Linked DNA regions of Rattus norvegicus: region 1 is linked to region 2. The links are chromatin contacts, called in public Hi-C maps. All regions are on one chromosome and are shown on one strand. The core of a region is the stretch at or near the end of the contact, and the rest is flanking DNA. Distances in the headings are between cores, read along the strand shown. Region 1 overlaps LOC134486579 (a long non-coding RNA gene). Region 2 overlaps LOC102546824 (a long non-coding RNA gene).

What was found. A called contact is a pair of places that touch in the nucleus more often than the background predicts.
Region 1: a contact with region 2 is called in a Hi-C map of psoas muscle, with 1.7 times the contacts expected there. The contact joins two enhancer-like sites. A contact is called at or near these places in 2 of 12 Hi-C or Micro-C datasets (Schwann cells and psoas muscle).

The regions. Positions count from the first base shown.
Region 1 is chr4:81,468,685-81,474,247 of GRCr8, forward strand. The region is part of intron 2 of LOC134486579 (a long non-coding RNA gene); the gene reads right to left. Among named protein-coding and RNA genes, the nearest start is that of Mir148a, 190 kb to the right of the region's middle. Within about 2 kb of position 2,402, at least 8 of the 93 cell types and tissues checked have an H3K27ac peak or open chromatin away from gene starts, as enhancers often do.
Region 2 is chr4:81,340,553-81,346,331 of GRCr8, forward strand. All of the region lies in intron 2 of LOC102546824 (a long non-coding RNA gene), which reads left to right. Among named protein-coding and RNA genes, the nearest start is that of Npvf, 300 kb to the left of the region's middle. Within about 2 kb of position 1,934, at least 16 of the 93 cell types and tissues checked have an H3K27ac peak or open chromatin away from gene starts, as enhancers often do.

The DNA of each region.
Region 1 (5,563 bases), core at 1,152-3,651, 130 kb after region 2:
TAAAACAAACAAGTGTGTGTGTGTGTGTGTGTGTGTGTGTGTGTGTGTGTGTGTGTGTGTGTGTTTAGCATCAGTACAAACCTATTGCACCTAGGCATATCTGCAAACCTGGAGAACCAGAGGGCAAGTTCCACAGCATTGGAGATGAAGCTAGCATTTCCAGCATCTCTAAATTACTTTGAGGAAAGCAAAGGTTATCAGAAAATGAAGTTAAGCTGGCTTTCAGATATCCCTGTATCATTATAATATTTATCTAGTGATTTATTGACAGAAAGTTAAATAACCAATCAAGTCTACATTACTGTTTAATACATACATATTGAGTTAACTGGAAGAATTTCGGGTCGCTTCACTTTTCTATTGGAATTCAAGCACACCATACTAAGAGACTGTTATCACTCTGAGGGGAAAATGCTAACTCTGACAGTAATGAGGAAGCAATGGACACACTGTCCTAGTAGAGTCTGTAGCTAAAGACCAAAGGTTGTTACTCCACGCACTGTGAGCTGGTCTGGGACCACACTACAGTGGGCTAAAGGAGGGTTCTTGGTTTTGAAGGCTGCTTTCACTGAGTAGGTGACTCCTCAAGTCATCCCTAATCTTCAGACCATTTTCAAAGAGCATCACTTCAGTATCCTGCCATGGTACCTAACAGTAATGTCCAGAGTAGCCAGAAGGGAAGCCATGAAAGACTTCATGAGATCAGATCAAATAAGGGCTCAGTACAGCACCCCAGAGCCTGTCCAGCAAGAGTCACACACAGGGATCAAAAGGAAAGAAAGGGGTGTCATATGTCTGGGCCCCGGGGTCTTGAGCCATCGCTGTGGACATCTTAACAGTGCTAGGATCAAGTGAGCATTGCTCTGAGGAGAATCATTCCCTGCAGGGTCAACTTTTTACAAATGGGCATTCCCTGGAAAGTCTCACATACCAGTCCCCCATCAGGAATCTCCACTTTGTGGAGCATGGGCCATTACATACATCAACAAGGAAACCATTTGGAGGACCAATGACTGCAAGCCAAAGGAAGAGGACATAGTCATTGACAAAGAATGCTTTCCCACTTGGCTGAAGACTACACATGATAGATCAAAACCATCAAAATAGCAGCTCTGGAGGCTGGAGAGTTGGCTCAGTGACTAAGAGCCCCGGCTGCTCTTCGAGACAAGCATGGTTTGATTCCCTGCACCCACATGTCAGCTCACAACCTTCTGGATCTCCAGCTCCAGGGGATCTGGTGCCCTCTGCTGGCCTCAGTGGGTACCAGGCATGCACATGGGACACATACACATATGCAAGCAAAACACCTGTGCACATAAGAACTAATTAAAAAGAATACAACTATAATGATAATGTAGTGACTAAAGTGACACACATATGTGAAAATGTTGAAGGAAGCCCATCATCTTGTATGCTATTTTTAATTAATAAAAATATAATAGAAATAGCACATAGGGTGTAGTAAGAGCCATTCTAAAGTCTGCCCACATACTAACTACCTAAACACCTACTTGCAAAAGCATCGCCATTTTGCCTATTTCCTAACATGGGTCACATAGAACAGGAGACTGTTGCAGAACTGGAAGGGGGCAGTAAGTCACCAATGGCTGTCATGTTTGCTATTATAAACACTGACCCAAACGGGAAGTGTATGTTTGACCTAAGAAACCACTCATGGGATGCACTCAGTATTCGTTATCATTGTACCAATAGCCTAATATGGGTTCAATCCATTACATTATAATTAATGATCGTTACACTAAGATCATTACCAGTACAAATGATGAGTAGCTCGCTGGCTTGGTTGGTCTAAAAGTCACGTAAGAACTAATGGCCAGGGGACCAGAGAGGCACAGCATTTCCGAGCACTTGCTGCTCTCCCAGAAAACCAAATCCCGTTCCCAGCCCTCAGCTCAGAGCCACCTCTAAGTCCAGCTTCAAGGGATCCAGTGCCCTCGTTAGCCCCCATGAGCACCTTCACACAGGTGACATACTTTCACACAGGCACACACACATACACACAAATAAAAACAAAAAGGACTCCTTTAAAAGATAACTAACAATCAAGAATTCTCCCGACAGGTTGAAGCTCTGACTCCACTTCCAACCCACATTACTGATTTCCTAATTCAGGAGAGAAGTCCTTCCCTCACATTTTGGGTAATTTGGTTATGAAGGCTTCAGCTGAAACTCTAAAACTTTACCTTTGCAAACTTCTGCACATGAAAATAGAAAAACTTTTAAAAAGAAATCTGAAATCTAAACCAGTCTAAAATACAGAAAGAATTTGAGAATTCTCAACCAGATTTTGAAACTCAGTCTTCAGTCCCTTCTATATATAACTCCAGAAAGGAAACTGTTGCCAGAAACCCATCCAAGCCAGAGCAGCCGGCACCATGCAGACCCAGCTGGACAGACGCTCAGCAGGGTTATTTAAGTATGATGGCTGAGAAACATTCTGTGACTGATATTGGAGTGTGGCATCTGTCAGCCAGCAAGCCATGGGCCCCCCGGTGTTTGGTACCAACTGGCAGGGTGGGCCCAATCAAACCACTGAGCCAGTGTCTCAGGAACCCACGTCACCCAGGCTGCCCCTCACTGCCCCAGCCTCAGGGAATGACCTGGGGATGACCAAACTCTATGGCTCCCAATGATGCTTAAACCAACAGAGGAACATACTGGATCTTAGCTGACCTGGAGTTTTCATTCGTACACTTGTCTTCTAGGCAGAACAGTGGTGTAAGTGGCAGCAGGGAGTAACTGGGGACTGGGACCTTTATCCAAAGGTTTCTTCCCCCCCTTTAAACTATGAATTCTACAAATTTCTGTCGACGGTAAACTTTCGCTCACAAATGTTTGTGTCATTGCTAACATTAAGACTGAAGCGTGGAGTCCACTTTAAGTTGCAGGGGTGAAAGAAAAACCGTCTCCCCGGTTAGAAGGTTCCTGTGTTCCCCGGCAGCACCAGGGCGGGATGTTTGTTTTAGGCCGAGAGAAGGCGGGCGGGCAGGCAGAAAATGAGCTGAGAAACGGCTTTTTATTTTTTTTCCATGTGTGGCAGCTCATTAATAACCAGCGAAGGATGGACTCGGGAAGCCTCACAGCACATATCTCCGTGACTCATTTAATAGTCCAGAGGGGTACGCTCCGCATGAAGTGTTCTGGGAACCTAGAGCCTTCCTCACAGCCCCTCTCAAGCAACCTGAGGAGCTCCAAGCTCAGCAGAGCTTCCAGAATTCTGAGGAAAGAGAATTGTGGGTACTGGGATATGGAAACATAGGTGCAGCGGAGCTAGGAACGGGGTCGGGCACTGGCACGTTGCTTCCCATGTGTGAGGCACTACGTTCCATCCCCAGCATGAAGAATACAAAGGAAAGCTTCATCCTCCTGTTGATTAGCTCGGGTGCAGCCCGTTTTTCCTTACTAAGCTTGTGTTTCAGAGCGAAATGCTCAAACTCACATCCTTAGAAGTCGCTCAGCTTTGGTTACACATTTGACAAGTTTGCCTTCAGCGTGACGAACTTTATCAGGCTATGCCAGAAGCCCTTTAAATCGCAGTTTAGTCTATAACAGGCTGGTCCCCGTGGGAGGGGTGGAGGGTGTAGATATGAATAGAAGAAAACATAAAATCTATATTTTGGCTAAAAGCGAGCACAAGTGGAGAACAGAGGTGGTTTTTATGGCCTGGTGCACCTATGCTGTAAGTAACATGAGTGGTCTTGGAAGCTGCAGAAGGACCTGCTTCCCCTAATACCTCAACCTAGACAAGGGGTGAAAATGGGGGAAGATGGCAGAGAGCCTCACTAGCTGCCTCCTTTGGAAGCGGTGTAGTAGGAGACGGACCTTGGAGTGAGAAAGGTCTGAGGAGATGGGAGTATTGCTTCTGCCTTCTTTAAAACCAAAAGGGGCTCTCCTGAGGACAAAGACGACAACCAACAAGTGAGAAATAATTCTCAGGCTCTCTACACACCTAGACCTTCTGTGCTGGGTAAAAATATCTGGAGTGATGGTCTGTCACTCTGGCCAGCGCTCGAGAAAGAACAAGTCCTGTTTGTTCCATGAAACTTCTGCACTCCCCCCTCACTCCCCCTCACTCCCCCCTCACCCTATTTTTTTCTAAAACGCTCAGAGGAAGTGTCACCCAAACTTAAGGAGTCCATCATTAGTGTGTCTAACAGAGGAGGTTTTTTCTTTTTCTTTTTCTTTTTTTTTTACTTAAAACTCTGAATCTATAATGAACAAAAGCAACTGTTCAGAGCTCTCGGGGAAAAAAAATCGCCCAGCAATTTAAGTAAACGGGCAAGATTAATGGATTGTCATATAACGGGGAAGGGAGAGTATTAGGGAAAGGGAAAAGCAGTCTACAAAATTGGTTTGGAATTCGAGTCTACCCAAAGGCCCCTCGACAGGAGCACTGCTGTCTGCAGTATTTCCCACTAAGCGGTGTATTAATGTGAAAGCCTTGCCTTGCACAGCCACCCGGCACTTAGTGGTTGGTTTTATGTTAAAAATGCTTAGCGTGAGCCCTGCGCTGAATGTTTGCCCAAACATCTCATAGTTGACGGCAAAGCGGAGTGCCTGGGGCTCCAAGTCTGTGCCTCAAGAATGTGGGTGAATGGGGACCTTCTGGCTGCACACCTGGATTTGTCAAGGCCTCTTAGCCGCTGCTGGGAATGTGCCCTGCCTGGGGCCTGAGGCTCTCCCCCGTCACCCCTCTGACAGATGAAAACACAACGGGGTCTGTTGCGTGACTGACACATTCCTCTCCTGTCTGCCTCTGAAAGGACTTTATTTAACAGGCTCAGAGTCGGGCCTTTTGACTGACAGATTGAGAAGGGTAAAAGTCATTCAGTTCCATTAAGCTCTGTAACTTCTCTGGAACAAAACACCTTTAAAAAAAAAAGAAGAGTGGGGAGGTAAAGCTGAGGAGAGGGGGGCGTGAGCTTTAGGGAGAAAAAAGGGGATTCTTTTCAGGTTCAAAAACAATCCTTCTCTTTGCCTTCTGTCTATCAATTAGGGCGGCATTCCCAGAGGGAATACAGGCCCAGCCTCATTGGTGTCATTCAGCTGCCAATCTCCTGACAGGGACACCAAAGGGCCTCATGTAGCGCTGCGGAAACTGTCTGTCAGGCCATCAGCAGCTGCTATGACGACATCGCCTGTTTTTCTAGGACGACTGATGGGTGGGGGTTCACACTAGCAGTCTAAAAATTCTTGGTTCCAAATCTCTGTTCATATTTTCCTTACACACACACACACACACACACACACACACACACACACACACACACACACCTCTCTTCAAATCTCAGTATGAGTTCTCCACAAAAACAACCCTAAGCTTCCTTAGCTGGCAGGCTACAGGGTAAATAAGACCAACCAAGGACGGGTTAGAAGGGCCTTTGCTTCTGGGAAAACTCAGTCCCTAAGCAAATGAGTTCAGTGGTGTGGGTTCAAATGAGTCCAAAGAAACAGGATTGGCAGTGAAAGACTACTCACTCCTCTGAGAGATCTGCCCAGGCCCAGAGCCGTGTGAAGAGCGGTGCAAGCCCACAGCAACTTC
Region 2 (5,779 bases), core at 684-3,183:
CTAGTGCCATGGTAGCCGTCTGTTTAATTGATCTGCATCTTAGCCATCCCAGGTGTCAACGTTTGAGTGACAACTACAAATAAAGGGTAGCCTATGTGATTCCTGAGCATGGAAGAATGAGGAAGAAATTTGGAACCAACTAGAAGGTGAGCACATTTTGGTAGACCATCTATCTAGTACTCCCTTGGACCTCTGACTACACGCTACCATGCTCCCCAGAACTTCCTCCAAATTATTCTCCCTCTACCCCATCCTGCAGTCATCCTACATGAGCCCCAAGCCACTACTTTCTTCTGAAGTCAGCCCAAAGTGCCAAGGTAGGTTCTCAATATGGAGTACCAAGAGGCCAGGCCTTCAGAAAATGCACTTCAGTGTCTTCTGTGTGTGTTTATGAGAAACAAGAGTGAGTGGCCAGGGTCCTTTCCACTGATGTCTGCAATACTTTCCTTCAAAACACCTTTGGTTGCAAGGTTAAAATAACAGTAATGTTTTAAATATTTAGAACCGTCTTGAACAAAATGGAGCAACCAAAAGAGGCATTGTCTGGGTCCCAGGCATGCTTTTGCCTCCCAGTAATATCAAGATGCTTTTCCTACAGGTCCATGCTGTGCCGTCCTCGACATGTGGGCCAGCCTCAGCCAGGCCTTTCTGTTGAGAGCTGGTGAGCAGGGTACAACTATTTTTTAAATCCATTTTGGTATTTGTGGCATAAGCAAGAGGAGCATTTTTCCAGAAAGACTCTCAGTTGGGCCATCCATCTCAGTCAGAAACAGGTCAGAAGGTCATCCCAGCCAGTGTCTGACGAAAGTCCTGCAGCCACCACTATTGGCTTTTTCAATTGGGATTTTTCCCTGGAGGTCGGGGGAGAAGGCTCTTGTGTCTCAGGGGCTCTGCCAGAAAGTGAACACCATGGACAACCGGCAACATCTGCTATTAGAACCCACTTGGAAAAAACAACAGAATTGCATATGTGGTGAACAAAGGGCGCAGAAGGATGTGTTATCACTAGTAAAGGTTGAAGGGGCTTTTGGAGCAAGAAAGCTAGGGTAGAATGCTTGTTTTGTTTTTGTTTGTTTTTGTTTTTGTTGCTGAGTAACAACCATCCCAAATCTTAGTAGCCTAGAACAATACCAGGCATCCTTGTTTATAGGTTAGGAGATTCACTGGATGTCCTGCCAGTGTGGGTGGCCATGCTCACCAGAATATGGTTAGACCATTGATTCCCAAACCTCTATCTCCAAAAATATTTACATTACAATTCATAGCAGTAGCAAAATTACAGCTATGGAGTAGGAACACTCAACACGAGGAACTGCATTAAAGGGTTGCAGCGGTAGAAAGGTTGAGAATCAGTGGTCTAGACTTTCTCATGAGGCCAGGGGCCCTGGCTGGAATAGACTGATCTATATTGGGACAGTGCATATCTGTTCCACATGACTTCTCATCCTCTAGCAGGCCAGACCAGGCTTCTGCACCCAGCAGCCCAAGAGTTCCAAGAGCATGAGTCATCTATGAGTTACACGTGTTATCTTGAGACCTGATCACAGAACGAGGACGCTGTCAAGCAAGACGTCAGGCCAGCCAAGAGCTGAGCTGCAGAAATGACGTTAGAGGCAACTCCTGGGAAGAATGAAGAGTGGTTAGGCTACTCAGTGGCCTTGGAGAGACGACTCCCTCTGCACCACAATCCCTTTTACTACTGAAGTAAAACTAACAGAAGCACGCTCCTCAACGCACAGATTCTTTAAGTATTTAGCATGATGCCAGGCACACTGTAAGCATTAGCTTTCCATTTGCTTGTTTTTATGACCAGAACCAAGACTGTTGATTGTCATTACTAAGTTTGGTGATGATTGTGATAATGTTGAGGCTCTCTCTGCTGGGTGATGATTCTCCCGGGATATGAGCCTCCAAATAATCAGGACTTGCTGGCAACTCGGGTTGGCTCCCCAGCAGCTGCTGATCAGAACAGGCTGGCTCTACTCCCTACCACCCCCCAGGCCATTTGGTGAGGACCATTCTCCTCGGGCTGCTTGCCTCTTCTCTGTGTGCCTAGAGTACCTCTCCAGGAAAACCTTGCAGTGAAGCTTTGTACTGTGATTGCAGCTAACTCTGGCCAGCACAGCCTCCAGAAGCAAGGGGGCTGGCATCCTTCACCGGAGAGCCAGATTGATATTCCTTTCCACTGTCCTACCTGTGCCCAGGGCAGAACTCGCAACACAAGGACACAATTCAGGGTTGCCAGAGTAGGTGGCAAGCGATAAGAAAACTCCCCACACTTCTTCCTCTGCCGGGGACCAAGTGTTCAAACCAGCTGATGACTTGAGTCTTAAGTAAACAGACAATAGGCTGTTTTTAAAGTGGCTGTTTTGTTCTCGATGATGCTGGCCTCGGTGCCCAGGCAGCCTCTGCCCACGCCAAGGAGGGAAGGGCCGGCAGCTTGCTAACTTCATATCATCTGCCGCCACGGCCTTCCCATCTGCTCGGGGGACACGGCCGGACAATTTTCCACATATAATTGCAGTCCTTTGTAATTTAGACTGCAACAGAATCAACAGCTTGATCATGACCCCACAGCAGGGATTTCAAGGACAACACTGCCATTTTCTGCCCTGACTCAAAACCAAAGCTGGCCTTCCCTTGTGTGTGCCTCCCCCTGCCTGTCCATCTCAGGGGGTTCTGTTTATCTGTCTGCCGACCATGTTTTCTGGCCCTTCACCGTTTCTCTTTGTCCTTTCCCTTTATCGGGCACCATATTTCTGCCCTGCAAATGCGCTGGTTGTAACCGGACACCTCCCATAGATTATGTCGCCACAATAGCCATTGTCAGCTCTCCCTAGCTAATTGTAGCCCCACCCCACCTCATCTGGCTGGGGTTAAGATGGATGTTCAATTTGCATTATTTATGTCTTTTGCTCTGTGTTTCAGTGATGTACTTTTGCATAACATATGTAAAATTCTGCTGACGTGGAGAATTCATCTGGCCCGAGATGCTCAAAAGAGTTGGGGGCAGAAGGTGGGGGGACTCTGTAAATTCAAAAGCCGTCAAACAGCTTTGTGCTCATCTGGTTCTAAGAAAAAGGTGGTGGGGAGTGGAGGAAAATGTGCTCCTGGAATTGAAGTCTGTGTGTGTGTGTGTGTGTGTGTGTGTGTGTGTGTGTGTGTGTGTGTGTGTGTGTGTGTGTTATTCTGGACAGCCTAGTGAGCTCTTTTGTTTAAAGAGCTTAGGTTCTAGTTGAGCTTCAGAAGGTCAAGGCAAGCGATCCAGGTCTATGTTAGGCGCAAACGCAAGCCTGTTGCTATAATTAACGAGCATCTGTTTGTAGAGGAAGAAGCAGAGACTTCCTTAACATTACACAGAGTCAGTAGCAGAGCTGGGGTTCAACCCGGTTGGCCTGACTTAAAAGCCCCAGATGAAGGGACTAGACTACAGTCCTGGGGATGATTACTTACCTCGCGTGTGTGAGGCCCCAGTTTTCATCTCTACCAGCACGACAAATAAATAAAAGGATTTCGAAGGCAGTTTCTGATCCAAGCAGTCTGAGCCACAGCCTCTTTGAACGGATCCGTTTCTCATCCTGCCCCTCCTGACTCTCAACATTTCTGCATCTCCTTAGCATAGAATCTCTTGTTGAAAAAAAAAAAAAAGAACAGTTTTATTTTGGTCACCATTCCGTCACTGCTTGACCACATGGGGTGTGCCTCAGTCCCCAAACACCTCCTAGTCAAGTACAGGGAAACATGTACAGCCCGTGCTAGGCTTGTCACCTTCTGTGAAAATACATGTGCGTGCTTGCTTAGACCCTGTGAGCACGCCTTTGTTCTGCTGAGGTGCGTGCGTCAGTAATCCTGAGGCTTGTCCCCTGACTTCTAGAACTCAGGCTGCCCCAGGCAGAGGTTCTACGGCTCAGGCAGTGGGATGATGATGTGCGTGCTTACTATAGAAGGATCCTCTGGACATGAGACATTGGAAGTATTGCTCCAAACCAGATCTCACACACTCCTTCTTCCTTTTGTCAGCCTGTGCGGAGGACTTGTGTACCCGTATCTGCACTCCAGCAGGACCCTGCTCTCTTCACTGGTGGCACTCATTGCTTTTAATCTTGGCCACACCAAGCTTTGATTCTGTTCCGTCCATCTCATTTCCATCCATTCTATTGCTCAGCTCCACCACCCACTAGGCTATTCGATCTATTAAGCAGTGGGTGAACCTAGGGTATCGGGAGCTGTCTCTTGGCTATCGGTGTGCATTCACTCTTGTGTGGGGATGACTCTGGCTTTCTTTCGTAGGACCTTGAAAGGATGCGTGACTTGGGATACATCAATTAGGTCAACTAGAGCATCCTATACCATTTAAGAGTCAGGCACGCACCACCAGCAGTCATCAGCTGAAGGGGGAAAAAGTGGAGGCTACTTTTACTGCAGAGAAAGAAGGAAGTTTCCAAGGGGACACATCAGCCATCATCATCGTCATCATCATCACCATCATCATCATCATCATCATCATCATTACCACTACCACCATCATTTTGTGTGTATATATGTGTATATGTGTGCACATGTTCATCCTTGGTATCTGAGGAGGTCAAGAGAGGGTGTTGGATCTCCTAGAATTGCAGTTACACATAGTTATGAGCTACCATGTAAGTGCTAGGAATTGAAACCAGCCTCTCTGGAAGAGCAATGTGTTCTCTTAAGCACTGGGTCATCTCTCTCGCCCTCCCAGCAGCCACCTTGTTACGATAGAACCTGAGAATGAGAACATATGAGCAGGATGAAATCCAAGAGGCAGAGAGACACCAGGTCAGGTCTTGGTGAGGTTGTCTGTAGTGTTCTCCAGTTCAAGCTGCCCCCGGAGCCCTGCCCCTCTCTGTGGCTGGGTTCCCTGTGCCCCCCCTTTTTTTTTGGCCTCTTTGATTTGTGTCTCTCTTTCAGTGCAGTCCTGAAGCGAGCCTTGGGCTTCACAAACCCGGGCTCTTCCACCTTGCCACACTGACTTAGTGGTCTCATCTTTGAACTCTCTCCCCCCTCAAGCTGAAGTGCCAAGAAGACAACATTTCGTCTCCCAGTGAGATGCTCTTCACAGAGGGTTCACGTGATTCTCTGTAAGGGAACTAATGTTTGTCTTGGGCAAAGTATGCATTTAGGACAACAGGTATTCCTGAGATGTGCCCTGTAGAGAGACTAATGAGTAAGCCTGTCCCTGTGAGCGCATCTGCTTCTGCAAATGTCCTTATAGTGTTGTGCATTGATTCCTTGGTCCCCATCGTGCCATGTTAGTAGGCGATGGAGCCCTTAGGAAGTGGGACCTAGAGGAAGAAGGAAGGCAGGCCATTGGAGAAGTCCCTGGAGGCATGAATGGGGAATCCCAGGTCTTCCTTGTTTCCCCTTTGCTTCTGAGCTGCCATAGGAAAGCAGCTTCCTCTTCCTCTGCTCCCATATGGAGGAGAAAGTGAGCAAGAGATGACCTTTAAAGATGGAAGGACTGAGGCTGGGAGGTCACAAGTTCTTAGCCAGCTTGGGGTGAAGAGTGAGTTTCAGGTCAGCCTGGGCTGCGTGGTGAGATCCTACCTCAGTGATAAACACACAAAACAAAAGAGAGCGGGGGATGTCAGCACTGTATCCATCAGTCATTTCACAGAGACCTTATTTGAATTCTGACTGATTTGAATAAAAACCTTCTTTCATCCCATTAGGAGGCAAATATCCAGTAATTTCTACTTCTCGCTCGATATTATCATTAAGGTTCAGAATGGGTTGCCATTAAACATCAGCGGTA